Linked DNA regions of Rattus norvegicus: regions 1 and 2 are each linked to region 3. Evidence: chromatin contacts called from public Hi-C and HiChIP or PLAC-seq data. All regions are on one chromosome and are shown on one strand. Each heading gives the region's core, a stretch centred on a gene start, on an enhancer-like site or on the middle of the called end of the contact. The rest is flanking DNA. Distances are from core to core; before and after follow the strand shown. Region 1 holds the start of Wtap (WT1 associated protein). Region 2 holds the start of Acat2 (acetyl-CoA acetyltransferase 2). Region 3 holds the start of Tcp1 (t-complex 1).

Evidence for each region. Hi-C and Micro-C count contacts between places; a contact is called where the count stands out from the background. HiChIP or PLAC-seq counts read pairs in DNA pulled down with a chosen protein or histone mark.
Region 1: a contact with region 3 is called in a Hi-C map of hepatocytes, with 1.7 times the contacts expected there. The contact joins the promoter of Wtap here to the promoter of Tcp1 in region 3. A contact is called at or near these places in 2 of 12 Hi-C or Micro-C datasets (frontal cortex and hepatocytes).
Region 2: an H3K27ac HiChIP or PLAC-seq map of oligodendrocytes shows a contact between it and region 3, with 10 times the contacts expected there. The contact joins the promoter of Acat2 here to the promoter of Tcp1 in region 3. A contact is called at or near these places in 1 of 12 Hi-C or Micro-C datasets (liver) and 1 of 1 datasets of contacts at active chromatin or transcription factors (oligodendrocytes).

The regions. Positions count from the first base shown.
Region 1 is chr1:50,068,852-50,073,520 of GRCr8, reverse strand. It overlaps Wtap (WT1 associated protein), which reads right to left and starts at 2,548. Exons shown (of 8, transcript NM_001113542.1): 1 at 2,364-2,548.
Region 2 is chr1:50,099,506-50,103,699 of GRCr8, reverse strand. Acat2 (acetyl-CoA acetyltransferase 2) reads right to left here and starts at 2,860. Exons shown (of 9, transcript NM_001006995.1): 1 at 2,780-2,860; 2 at 2,167-2,301. The coding sequence starts at 2,834. LOC102553528 (a long non-coding RNA gene) reads left to right here and starts at 2,750. Exons shown (of 3, transcript XR_010059062.1): 1 at 2,750-2,886; 2 at 3,185-3,354; 3 at 4,166-4,194.
Region 3 is chr1:50,382,616-50,386,824 of GRCr8, reverse strand. Tcp1 (t-complex 1) reads left to right here and starts at 2,298. Exons shown (of 12, transcript NM_012670.1): 1 at 2,298-2,438; 2 at 3,390-3,475; 3 at 3,597-3,725. The coding sequence starts at 2,375. It overlaps Mrpl18 (mitochondrial ribosomal protein L18), which reads right to left and starts at 1,873. Exons shown (of 4, transcript NM_001106205.2): 1 at 1,732-1,873; 2 at 1,278-1,464. The coding sequence starts at 1,783.

The DNA of each region.
Region 1 (4,669 bases), core at 1,299-3,798, 310 kb after region 3:
CTCTCTGGAGAAAGGCAACCACACGCCAAGGTAAGTTATGCAAGAAGGCATGTATATGGCTCGCTGAAATAAATCACAGTGGATGTTAAGAAATGGCATCGTCTGGCAGTGCTGGAGCCTCAGCACTGCAGGAGTAAGGGGACTTGTTAGAAATCAGAACACTATTTCAGTCTCCTGTTTATGTGATCAAGTCACTTAATTCTTTGGGCTTCAGTTTCCACATCAGTGTTGCTTAGGGCACAAAGTACTGCAGGTCTGTTATTGGTACCATAAAAACACTATACAAACAAGGACTGCCTGAACACAATCAACACAGGAAATAAACTCTACCAACTTCATCTTTAAAGCAAAGAACACTGAATCTTGTCTGATGGAAATGCCTAACACCTAACACCAATAGCTTATTCAATGATGGGAATACTGGAAAAAAAAAAACTTCCCAAGCTTAATGAAAAGAAATAGGAAGTATTTAGAGGAAGAAAGTGGGAGATAAAAACAAGAATGCATATCAAGTAAAACTTCTAAAGAGCATGATAAATTTAACTACACCTTACACCAATTATCTAGGCGGCTAACAATATTTTCAAGAGTCTACATTATATACACAAAAAGACAGGAGGGACCTTGAAAATGGTAATGCTCTGTCCAAATACATCAAATGGCTATTACAAACCATAATTTAAGTAGTGTTCAAACACACTCATCTGTTTAAGAATGAAGAACTAAAGCACCCTCAGAAACACATCTGCCCAAATCCTTAAAATTCAGTTCCAACACATCAGAAGCCATCCTGTAGACTGCAACTTTCCCCAACTTGCCTGAGCAATAGTTGCTGAATGAATGAAACCTAGCCACCTCAAAAAATGTCTGTTTTTAATAGTTTCAGATGCCTACATATTTACCTATGAGAAAACCTGGTGCATGGTTTTAAAATTAAGTACTTTTAAAAATTTTTTGTAAATGTTTTGCATGTATGTATGTGCATCACGTGCATGCCTGGTGCCACCCACAGAGGTCAGAAGAGGGAAGTCAAAATTCCCAGGAACATGAGTTAAGGATGGCCACGAGCCATCAATTGGGTGCTGGACGAGCAAAAAGTACTCTTAACTCCTGGGCCAACTCTCCAGCTCCGATGCTCAAATAAATAAGTTAAAGTGAAAAACAAATAGAATTTGTAGTAACTGATTTGTGACTTCCACTTATCTTTCCAAATAATAAAATTAACTAAATGAAAAAAGCGAGGCTATAGTGAGAACGACAAAAAAGGCATAAATACAATTTACGACTATAACATGCTCACCGATCCTTACAACCAGTGTGCAGTGTCTTAGTCCTTTGGGGTCAAATTAACTGACTTCCTCATTATCAAACCAAGAACTGTGGGCTCGGGGATTAGATGAATGGCAGAATGCTGGCCTAATAACATGCATGCACAAGGCCTAGCGTTCCATCCCTAGCCGCCCCCGCCCTCCCCAATAAGAAAATATGTACACAAACAGAAAAACTTAGGTCTTTTCTCACTGTGCACTGTCTTATGAAAATCAAGTTTAAATATAGTCAAATCAGCCTTACAGAGATCCAAAACTAGACTAAAAGTTCACGAAAAATTTCAGGAAGCTGTCAAAAAAATTAACTACTCTCACAATGCATACTTATGTAAAAATGGAAGTCCACATGAGAACGTGGCTGCAATGACAAGCTACTGCGTGACGTGAAATTCCTTTTTTTTTTTTTTTAAAGAACCGAATGCATCACTTGGGTCATACAGAACTATCGGTACCTCTAGGTCCCGGGTGACGAACCCTGGAAGGTGGGAGGGGGCGACAGAGGCGGGGAAAGGACAGGCATGGCCAGTCAGCCCCGAGAGGGCGGCCTCCGGCCTCCCCGCCTCCCCAGTCGCGGGAACGCCCGCCTTGTCCCCTGCCGTCAGGAACGGGAGCAGAATGGCTGTGAAACGGTGCAAGTATCCCCACGAGCAGCAAACCGCTCTGACTAACGGGAAGCCAGCGCGGCCGCAAGCCCGGTCGCCCTTCGGGCCTGGAGTGCGTTTCGCCGGGTCCAGGGCGGCCGCGCCTCGCTTCCCGTCCCTGCAGGCCCTCGTGGCCATTCCCGCCGCGGGCCGCACCTACCTTCCCAGCCCGAGGCTGCGCGGGCGCCGCCAGTCACACAGGCCGAGGCCGCGCCGCCGCCGGCCCCCCCCCGCACTCCTCCCGCCGCAGCCCCGGAGATAGCCTTTATTTGCGGGTCTCGCAGCCACAAAATGGCGCTGAGGGAGGAAACCAGGCCCCGCCGTCGGCCCCGCCCCGCCTCGAGTGCGCCCCGCCCCGAGTGCGCCGCCGATACCCCGCCCGTGGCCCACTCACCCGAGACGCGCCTCTCGGGCGCCGCCTCGGTCACCGTGCCCGGTGCCTCCGGCCAGAAGAGACGAGGCGAGGCCGGCCCGCTCGGGGTCTCGGGGCGCGGAGGGGCAAGCGGCTCTCCGCAGCCGCACCGAGACCGTCCGCGGAGGTTCGCACCTGCCCCGTGGGGGCTCTGCAAGCTTAGCCGGGATGGGGAGGGAAGCGGCCGGAGAGAAGGGCGGGCCCGCGAGGTCAGAGGTCACCCGCGAGGCATCACGGGACGGCGGCCGCTGCCGGACACGCTCGGCGGGGCCACCTGCGGCTGCAGCACGGCCTGGGCGGAGGAATCCGAGCCGACGAGCGCGTGATTGGCTCTTCGCTGCAGGCCGCATAGCACAGGATGCTTCCGCTCGCGCTGCCGGAACGCGGAGACAGCAGCTTCACGCCTAAGCGCCCCTCGTCCTAAGTTTGGGGGCCTTAGAAGCCGCCGCTTTCCCTGCGGCCGCCGGCTTTGCTCCTTGTGGCGTCTCTGGGCTTAAGTTGAGGTGCAAGGAAGCTGCGCCTGTGGGACGTTCCAGGGCAGATCGCACACCAGAATCCCGGAGAAGGCAGCAGAGTGAGGATTCTGGAGTCCGAGAAATCACTCCAGTAAGACAGTCGCCTGGATTACAGCAAGAACGGCGTTAGTCTGCAGTCTCTTCAGCACTTCCCAGATGGGACAGTCATATTTAGGTTTAGTCGGTTTTATGAGAGCAGTTAATCCCCAGCGAAGGTGTCCTGGCTGAGATCACTTATAAGTACACAATTACAGTAGAGACCAGATGACCAGAGGAGCCATGGTGTTCCACTTAGGCTAAGAGAAAAAAAGGTCTTGGAAAACTAAAGAAAATGGGAAAAGACATGAACAGATGATTCACAGAGAAGATGTCCTTAAATATATCGTAGGAGGAGGATCAACTTTGTTTATAATGGAAATACACATTGAAATCCTGTATCCTGGTAGGGATGCAGTCATTAATAGTTAATGTGTTACTTTGGAATTACTACTGGGCTGAGTGAATAAAGCAATGTGTAGAAATACATATACACATATATGTAGGCACATACTGGGAAGACAGAAGGATATTGCAGAAACTTAATACTTACTCAAAAAGTGGTAATGGCTATAGGAGATAAAGGTAGAAGCAAGGCTTCTCTGAGTTCAAAATTTATGAAGACAAAAGGTAAAAACCCTTCAAAGTCAAGTAAATTGAAACGAACCAATTGACTCTTAAGCAGTTTGGCAGTGGAACTGAGACATAGACAAAGAATATATATAGCTACAGTGTTTTGAGTTTCACACTCTGGCACTGTGCCTGTGGATACCTAAGAATCACTCAGTTTCACTAAGTGATTTGTAATTATAACATTGTTGCTGTGGTTTTGAAGTTATGTTTATTGTAGTACAAACATTTCAATGTTACTTTCTCCAAAGATTTCTAGTGTAAAAGAAAATAAGATACAGGGCTGGAGAGATGGCTCAGCGTTAAGAGCACTGGATGCTCTTCCAGAGGTCCTGAGTTCAATTCCCAGCAACCACATGGTGGCTCACAGCCATCTGTAATGGGCTCTGATGCCCTCTTCTGGTGTGTCTGAAGACAGCCCCAGTGTACTTATATATAATAAACAAATGAGATACAAATACAAAAACCAAAGAAGTTCAGAAGCACTATTTAAAATTGAAATATCGGGGGTTGGGGATTTGGCTCAGTGGTAGAGTGCTTGCCTAGGAGGCGCAAGGCCCTGGGTTCGGTCCCCAGCTCCGAAAAAAAAAGAAAAGAAAAAAAAATTGAAATATCATCTTGAGGCTGGAGAGATAGCTCTCAATACTTAAGAGCACTTGTTGCTTTTCCAGAGGACCTGGGTTCAATTCCCAGCATTCACATGGTGGCTCATAATTGTAACTCCAGTTCCAGAGAAATGGGTCTGATGACCATTTCTGGTCTGTGGGCATACATGTGGTATACTGTGGTACATACACATATTTGAACACATTGTATTTAAAAAAATTTTTTTTGATTTAAACTTTTTTATTTTACATGCATGAGTGTTGTCTGTGTGCCTGGTGGGTGTAGAGGTCAGAAGAGGGCGGCAGATCTGGAATGGAGTTATAGATGGTTGTGAACCACCATTTAGGTGCTGGGAACTCCTGCGTCTCTGGAGTCACAGCCAGTGCTCTAATGACTGAGCTATCTCTCCAGCTTCTTGGACACATTTCAAAGTGTCTTAAGGTGAAAGACACATCCGTATCAGGTGGCTCATGACTCCACCTCCAGGGAGTTCTGACCACA
Region 2 (4,194 bases), core at 1,611-4,110, 280 kb after region 3:
TGGATGTGAAACTTATGATCTTCCTTTTTTAGTAGCTTTGCGAACATTAGGCAAGTATTCTACAACATCCCCGCCTTCCTGTGCTCCCTTCTAAGGGCCTTGCTTGCAGCTCAGCCTTCGTCTGATCCTCAGCGGCAGGCCTCCGAGTGCTGAGGTTACACTGACAGACCACCATGAGTGCTGAGATGCCACTGCACGACCCATCACTGTCCCATCACTGTCCTGCTAAAGTCACGATGTAGTCTGACTCATAGTTTGGTCAGTACAAAAGAACAAACGTGTCCATGTTTAGATGGGGCACATGAAATTGGTCTCATGTACAAAATCACAAACTTTTAAATCATAAACATTTTTTGTGTTCAGGCTCTGTATATAGGGAATACATATACACATATTCCTGAATGTTAGATTAGGTTGTAACTATGAATATAACAGGTGGTCTATAAATGATGATGACGAAATTTTCTACTCAGGATTGGGTTCCAGCCAGGATATAGCCGTCCTTGCAGAGATGAAGATGAAGATAATATTCCCCGCCCCCTCCAAGACAGGGTTCCCCCATGTAGCTCTGGCTGTCCAGGAACTCGCTCTGTAGACCAGGCTGGCCTTGAACTCATTGAAATCCACAGGCCTCTGTCCCATGACTGCTGGGATTAAAGGCATGCAGTACCACAACCTAGTGAGATATACATGTGGATGAGTGTTTTCCATGAACAGTATGTATGTTTGTTTGTTTGAAGGTGCCTGATACTGACAGAGGCCAGAAGAGGGTGCTGGATTCCCTAGAAGAGTGAAGAAGGCTCTAAGAATCCAAGAGAGTTCAAGGAAATAAATCTGGGTCCTTTACAAGAACAGTGCTTCTTAACAAATAAGCAATCTCTGTAAGTGCTAAGAGAGTCACTGGGGTTCCTTAATCTATCAGACTTTTGAAGAACGGACTCTCCAAAACTGGAAGTCCCCTAGGAATCTCATGCTGGGAGAAGGAAGAAGTTGAAGCCTGGTACAAGGCAAAGGAGATCTTTCTTCCTAGGAAAAAAAGATTTCACACACTCTGAGGACTTGCTCCAAGATAATGGGTCAATGGTGGTAGGTGGGGTGATAACATGACCAGACTGTTTAGAGGTGCAAATCTCCAATCATCTATTTAAAGTTTAATCTCACTTCGGGGCATGAAGATGGACATGGGTTGGGGGAGGGGTCCATGGATCTCCTCCCAATTTAACCAAATTAAATAAATCTCCCCTCTCTGCTATTTACTATCCATTTTGCTCTTCCACCTAGCTTATGAAGGACAGCTGGCTGGACCTGGTTTCTTGAGATAAAGATTGGGACATCAAGTTCTATAACGACAATACTTCATATATACTGACGTTTCAAAATCCAGGGGGTGAGGATCTGAAATCAAAACAATTGTAGCTCCCAGTGTTTCAAATATGAATGTCCAACTGACACACATACAAATGGTCTCGGACAGAGGAAGAGCAGAAGTTGGTATTGAATGTTAACAATTTTCTCTACAGTTGATTCACATGTGAGCTGAGAGAGCACAGGGCAGGGCAAGAGAGTGAACTCGTGACCACATGCACGCTAACCGCACAATTCACCCCTGAGCTACACACCCAGGTCCCAAATCGATTATCAACACGAACTGACCACAGTAGTCACTGCTCTACAAACCCAGGAGAAATCAGAGGTAAGATGAAGCATTCTTCCTCCAGAGAGTCCCCTAGGAGTGAGGGACAGCCTATCTCATGACAAGTGGACAAGGGCTCTGCTGCAGCCTCACTTGCAGCTCTGGCACAGTGTCAGGCCCACACACTTTTCTTGACTGTGTGACATTTTAGGGGTATGTGGAGAACTATGCATACTTTCCCGTGCATCAGGCTGGCCCTGCTCCTAACAATGCAAAGGCGGTCACACCACTGGTCTAAAATCACTCAGGAAAACTTTCATAAGGAAGCTTTGACCTCAGCTACAGGAAGGAGGAGGGACAGAAAGAATCCTAGCACAGGGAACTCCAAAGCAATGTGTGGTGGTGGTGGTGGTGGTGGTGGTGGTGGTGGTGGTGGTGGTGGTGGTGGTGGTGGTGGTGGTGGTGATAGGGTGTGCGAGCATAAATGTTCTGTTCTAATGAACCAGACCTGTCCTGGGCTATTGAAGAGTTACCTGCAGTCAAAACGTGTCCAAATATGACCTCGGACACCTCTTCTGGAGCCACTTTGGCTCTCTGAAGGACTTCTTTGATAACAGTTGTCCCCAGGTTGTGGACAGGCACGGTGGACAGGGCACCATTGAAGGAACCTATAATGGAATGGGGAAGAGGGAAGGCATCTGAACCAAGAGCACCCTGAGGACCACGGAGGGGGTGGATGGAACAACATGCTTTCCAAATAAAAACGGCTGGAGCCAAGGCGGGAAACGGCGATGGCGACTTCCAGGACAATGCTAAGGCCAAGGCCTGCCTGGAGGACGAGCTCAGACCACCAGCTCCCGGCCCCCCGCCACCACAGCGTGATCAATGGTGCACCGCTGAGCGGACCAATCAGCGATCAGGAGAGAGAGCGCGTCCCAACGCCAGCCAATAGGTGAGATTGGCAGAGCGGTGGCTCTACTGGGAGGAACCAATCGCAGCACAAGAGGCGGGGCCTCGGGCGAGGCGCGGGGCACTGAGCAGTGGTGTCGGTGGCCGGCCGCCCCCTCCCTGTCACGCGAGCTCGGGTCTCCGCGCACCTGTCGGGGAGGTGGGTCGCAGGCCGATGTGACCCTGTGGGACACTCACCTATGGCGGTCCGCGCCGCTGAGATGATGACGACGGGGTCCGAGCCTGCATTCATCCTGTAGCTCCGAGGTCTGCTAGCTCTCAGCCCGGCGCTCTCTGCGACTGAGGTAAAACTTCTTCCAGCCTGACAGGCCGTGCTGGGGGGCGGAACTATGGCCTCCACGCCACGCCTCCTCACGCCTGCGCAGGACGCTGGGCGGGTCTAAGTCCCGGAATTTGGGGTAAGGGGTTTCTATGCAACATGGCCATGTCGGGGTTTTGGGGTGTGGAGGATCCAGGGATGTTGTGTTGGAGGTAGACAGTCTAGGGGTGTCGAAGAGCGGTGTGGTGTGCAGACGACTGGTCTAAAAGTCTTAGGTGGGGTCGGTTGTAAACGGCCCAAGGGTGAGATTTTTTTTTTTCTAGGTGAACTTTTGGACCTAGCTTAACCTTTTCCGGATTGGCATCTCCAGTCTCTTCTGGAAGGTCCTCCTCCTCATCGCTGACAGCTTTTGAGCGCGTAGCCTCTTTACTAACAGAGATCCTTAGAGCAGTGTATCTCTGCTGTCCAATCCTTTCGTACTTACTCAACCAAAGTAAGTACTTACTGTCTTGTGTCATTCATACCTTTTGCATATACCCTCTGGCCATCCCCCAGTCCCAACCCTAGCACAGCCCTAGCTGCAGTGTTCCCAGTGGTTTGAAAGGAGAGTCATCCTGATTTACCGCTGCAGCTTGCTGGCCCTCAGAGAATGCCGTCTGTTTAGGAAAGCAGAATTCTGTGGTGGAAGGAAAGTCTTTTCTCGGCAAGTCTTGCCGTCAGTGGGTCAGTGGACAGTGGAGTAAGAGAACAGCACCACAGGTTGTGAGAAAGAAAGACAAACAAACCAAACAACAACTGATCAACTGGTATATCCTCCTATTTCAGGAGTAAAGCAAACTGAAAAATTAAGATTTTGAGAGAGGCAGGTGGATCAAATAAGATGGATAAGTAGGCTCTAGAGTTGAGGCTAAATTCTGGATTGTGTTCCCTGTTTCCTCAGGGGTCCAAGATATGCAAAGGATTTCCCATGCTTCCATGCTTCCTACATTTTAAAAAGATGTATTATTCTATGCCTATGGAGGTTTTGTCTGCGTATATGTCTGGGTACTGTGTGACCATGCAGTGCATGAGTAGGCTAAAAAAGGTTGTTGGATCTTCTGGGACTGGAGTTAGAACAGGTTGTCAGCTGCCCTCTAAGTCCTAGGAACCGAACTCTGGTTCTCTGGAAGAACAGTAAATGCTATTAACTCCCAAGCCACCTCTCCAGACCCCATGTTTATTACATTGCTTCCTTCTTTAACGATGATTTATTTTTATGTGTTTTTGTTTGCATGCATGTATGTGCACTGTTCACGCGAACCTAGTGTCTGCAGAGGCAAGAAGAGGATGCTGG
Region 3 (4,209 bases), core at 1,049-3,548:
AATAGTTGAATAAAAACAAAACAAACAACAACATAAGACATACATTCAAAGCAACTAGCACAACTGCTGGTAAATACAATGTTTTTCAGTTAATAGCCATCTTGGGGCTGTGGAGTAGTTTAAAGGCAGAACACCAGCTTTGTGTGCCAAGGGTCCTGGTCTAAGCTTCGAAGTTGTCCCAAAACAAAATTTAATATTTATTTTCATGTATATGAGTATTTTTTGGGGATGTATATCTGTGCACCACCAAGGGGGGTGGTGTCAGAGCCCTGGGAACTAGAATTACGGTGTGAGCCATCTGGGTCCTCAGCAAACTTTTAAATGAATACAAATTTTTAAAATGTTATCTTCTTTCTTTCTTTTCTTAAATAGAGTTATTTATTTATTTTAAGTATGTGAGTACACTGTAGCTATCTTCAGACACACCAGAAGAGGGTCCCCATTACAGATGGTTGTGAGCCACCATGTGGTTGCTGGGAATTGAACTCAGGACCTCTGGATGAACAATTAGTACTCTTAACCTCTGAGCCATCTCTCCAGCATCTCTCCAGCCCATCCTATTTCTATTAAGGGACTTTTAACTTTTATTCCCCACCTTAAAACTCATTACGACTCAAACTTTATTCTCTATCGTTTACCCCAATGTGCAAGCTAATAACTAACTCTACTTACCACTCTATTTTCAAAACACTTTACTCGCGCCTTTATTTACTGAACTCCAGGTACACAGACAGGTCTGTCAGTTCCTCAGACACTCAATCCCAGCCTCCTATCATCCTCTGCTAGAATGTCTTTCTTGGAAAATGATTCTGTGGCTTCCTGTCCTTTAGATCTCAGCTTTTTTTTTTTTTTTTTTTTTTTTTAAAGATTCATTCATTCACTATATATAAGTACACTGCAGCTGTCTTCAGACACACCAGAAGAGGGCACCGGATCTCCCTACAGATGGTTGTGAGCCACCATGTGGTTGCTGGGAATTGAACTCAGGACCTCTGGAAGAGTAGTCGGGTGCTCCCAACCGCTGAGCCATCTCTCCAGCCCCCAGATCTCAGCTTTTTTGACATGTCACTTTCAGAGCGGCCTCATTTCATAGTCTTTTAACCTCGAGTTACCTTTTAATTGTCTTCAGGACAACTATTAGTTGCTTGCTCCAAGGTCACTTTCCTGACACATCCTGTGGCTTATCTGGCAGGGTCAGTCAGGGATTGATGAAAGTAATGTGTAAGGTGGTATGCACAGCTTTGTCAGTGAGTCAGTCACAAGCCAACTTTAATTACCTGTGCCAGAACTCACGGTTGGGCCACACTGTAGCCCAGCCCCGTTCTTTCCGGGCTACACCTAAGAGCTCCAGATTCCGAGGGTTCCGGTTGATGAACTCTGGGGCCACCGCTTCATTTTCCTTAGTCTCCACATCCGGTTGCACCGCCGGCGTGGAACTGGTTGAGAGGGATGCGAACCCACATTCTAGGAAATGGAAACGATCACAGGCATCTTTAAAAATGAATACTACGGACACAGGAAGGGCAAGCTCTAACTATTTCCATCACAAGGCCCAGAGCGGGAAGAAATGGCAGTCTGACCTTAGGTTATCACCACAGACCCACAACATTCTACTGTCACCCAGGTTCGGTTGGTACGTTCATTTCCCCACATCGGACACAAAATCGGATTTGCAAATGTGCAGGTACTGTGCACAGAGCGCAGGCAAGCAGGCGAGGCGAGATTAGTTACCCAGGTTCCTGCAAACTGACAGACATTTCCAGAACCGCGGCTGAAGCGCCATCGCTGACCGGAAGTGGGCAAAGTCTCACAGTGCCCTGCCTTCCTCTGCTCACGGTCGTCTCGGTGAATAACTAGTCGCAGCCATGTTAACTGCGGGAAAAGCAACAGGGGCCCGCAGTTCCTCGGTGTCTCCAGGACTCGGAACTAACAAGCTCCCTAGTGCTGAGTGGCCGAATGAGCGATCGGTATCTCTGGTCCACCAATCACCGCAGACGTTAAGGCGGTAGGCGGGACACGCTGGCAGTGGCCAAGATCCTGATTTCCGTTTGCCTCTTTCGCGCCTTTCTTCTACACTTTCTAATTGATCAGAAAGTCAGAGAGGCGCTTCTGGCAGTCCCCTACTTCCGGCGTTTTCAGTCTTCGCCCCGCCCAGCCCTCCGCTGTCCGCTCCTCTACATACCTCTTCCCCCAGCATGCCTTGCGGTTGGTGGAGCGTGGAGAACGGGCGGGGCGTGTTACCCAGCAGGCCCCTCGTCGTTGCTCGGGCCTCTCCACGCCGTGGTCCCCGCCGTGGTGGCCGCTATCCGGTCTCAGAGCGGAGCTATCGCTTAGTTGTCTGCGTTGGTAGTGAGATTTGCTTCGTTTCCTGAAGATGGAGGGTCCTTTGTCCGTGTTCGGGGACCGCAGCACTGGGGAAGCGATCCGCTCCCAGAACGGTAAGGGCGGGAGAATCCTGGGTCTGACTCGGGGCGGTGCAGGCCTTGGCCCAGCCGCGGTCGGTGGGCCGGGACTGCCCGCTTGGCACGGTGAAGTTCTCTCGGGAGAAGCCCGGCCGCCCTGGATCGGCCCTCAATGGCCGGCCGTTTCGGCGCCATTGCGCCCTACCGTGTAAGGGAAGAACGTTCGAGAATGGAGCACGTTTTGGGGAGGCGCTCAGGATGGGCGTGGGCGGCATGCCCTGATACATAGTAGAGGAGTTCTAGACATACATGCCTGCCACTCCCCACTGCCGGTTTGTTGGGTCCAGCCGGGTTCAAGCATCCCTGTCATAACCAGAAAAGAGTAGCTTTCACCGGTTCCATTTGCCCATGAGAAAATGCTCATAAAGTTTAAGTGGCTTTTGCGTTGCTTCCCTTCTCTGGTCGTGTTCTTGGATGTCCAGAACCTGCAGTTGACAGCTGCTCCCCCAGTAAAACTTAACGGAATGCAAATTGAATGCTATCAAGTGGTAATTAGCTCGTGGTTAACATTAATACGAATTAGCACGGGATTTGCTGCGATTGACCCTGTTTTTTAAAACATTCGTTTGTAGAAAACGTGCTTCATATTTTGCTTATATTTTTTTTACAACTCTCTTAGAAACTATTACTACTTTACCTGGGTGGACTATTGCTAGAGTCTGAAGAAAAAGACTGAGCTGAACCTTAAAGGGTTTTTTTCCCTAGTGTAGTGAACTTAAGATTGCTTATATTTTGAGGCATTAAAATCTTTGCAACAGTTGACAACACCATTACTCAATATAAAAAAATAGTTAATCTTCACTAGTCCTTAGGTGGTTTTTTTTTTTTAAATATTATGTACAGACTTGTAGATTTGAGCAAATCATAGGCGGTTGGGGTGTCTTAGTTTGTGCGTTGTTCTAATTATTTTTCACTGCTCACCTACAGTTATGGCTGCAGCTTCTATTGCCAACATTGTTAAAAGTTCTCTTGGGCCAGTTGGCTTGGATAAAATGTTGGTGGATGATATTGGTGTAAGTATATCTAATTCTTGGTAAAAATAATTTTTAAAATTCCAAAAACAAAATGTAAAGTCTTCGTTCTTACCTGGAGCTTGGTTTCCATGTTAACCCCTTCTTCCTTCGTGTTTTTCAGGATGTAACTATTACTAATGATGGGGCCACCATTCTGAAATTATTGGAGGTGGAACATCCTGCAGCCAAAGTTCTGTGTGAACTGGCTGACCTGCAAGACAAAGAAGTTGGAGATGGAACTACCTCAGTGGTGAGACGCTACCAGGGAACGGCTAGAAAATGGTCAATTTATTAGGGTTGAATCCCCATGAAGAGAAGCATATACTCTGGGTCAGAAATAAGTCAGCTTTTAAGGCAGTCTGGCAAACATTTCAGATTTAACCATTGTTACTAGTTTGTGCAATTTATGTAGGGAAAGAACTTAAGGTGATTTAGATACAAGCTTGCTTTAAATACTGAAGCCCTACGAATTTGGGGGCTTATTTTAAACCCCCTTCCTGTAATGGTGTTCACATGTAGAAAATGTTACCAGGTTTGGAATTGTTTTTCTTCATTGTTTAATAGATACTTTTGAATTTTAAGTGTGAACAGGAAATCTTGGAAATTCACAATAAAACCTTTTGGAAGTTAATTTGCTAACATATTAGTATTAATAACTAGTCAGCAAATATGCCTAACATTTTGTGAGTTGATCTGCTTAGTAGTATAATACTGTTTGGTGAGGAAGATTTTAG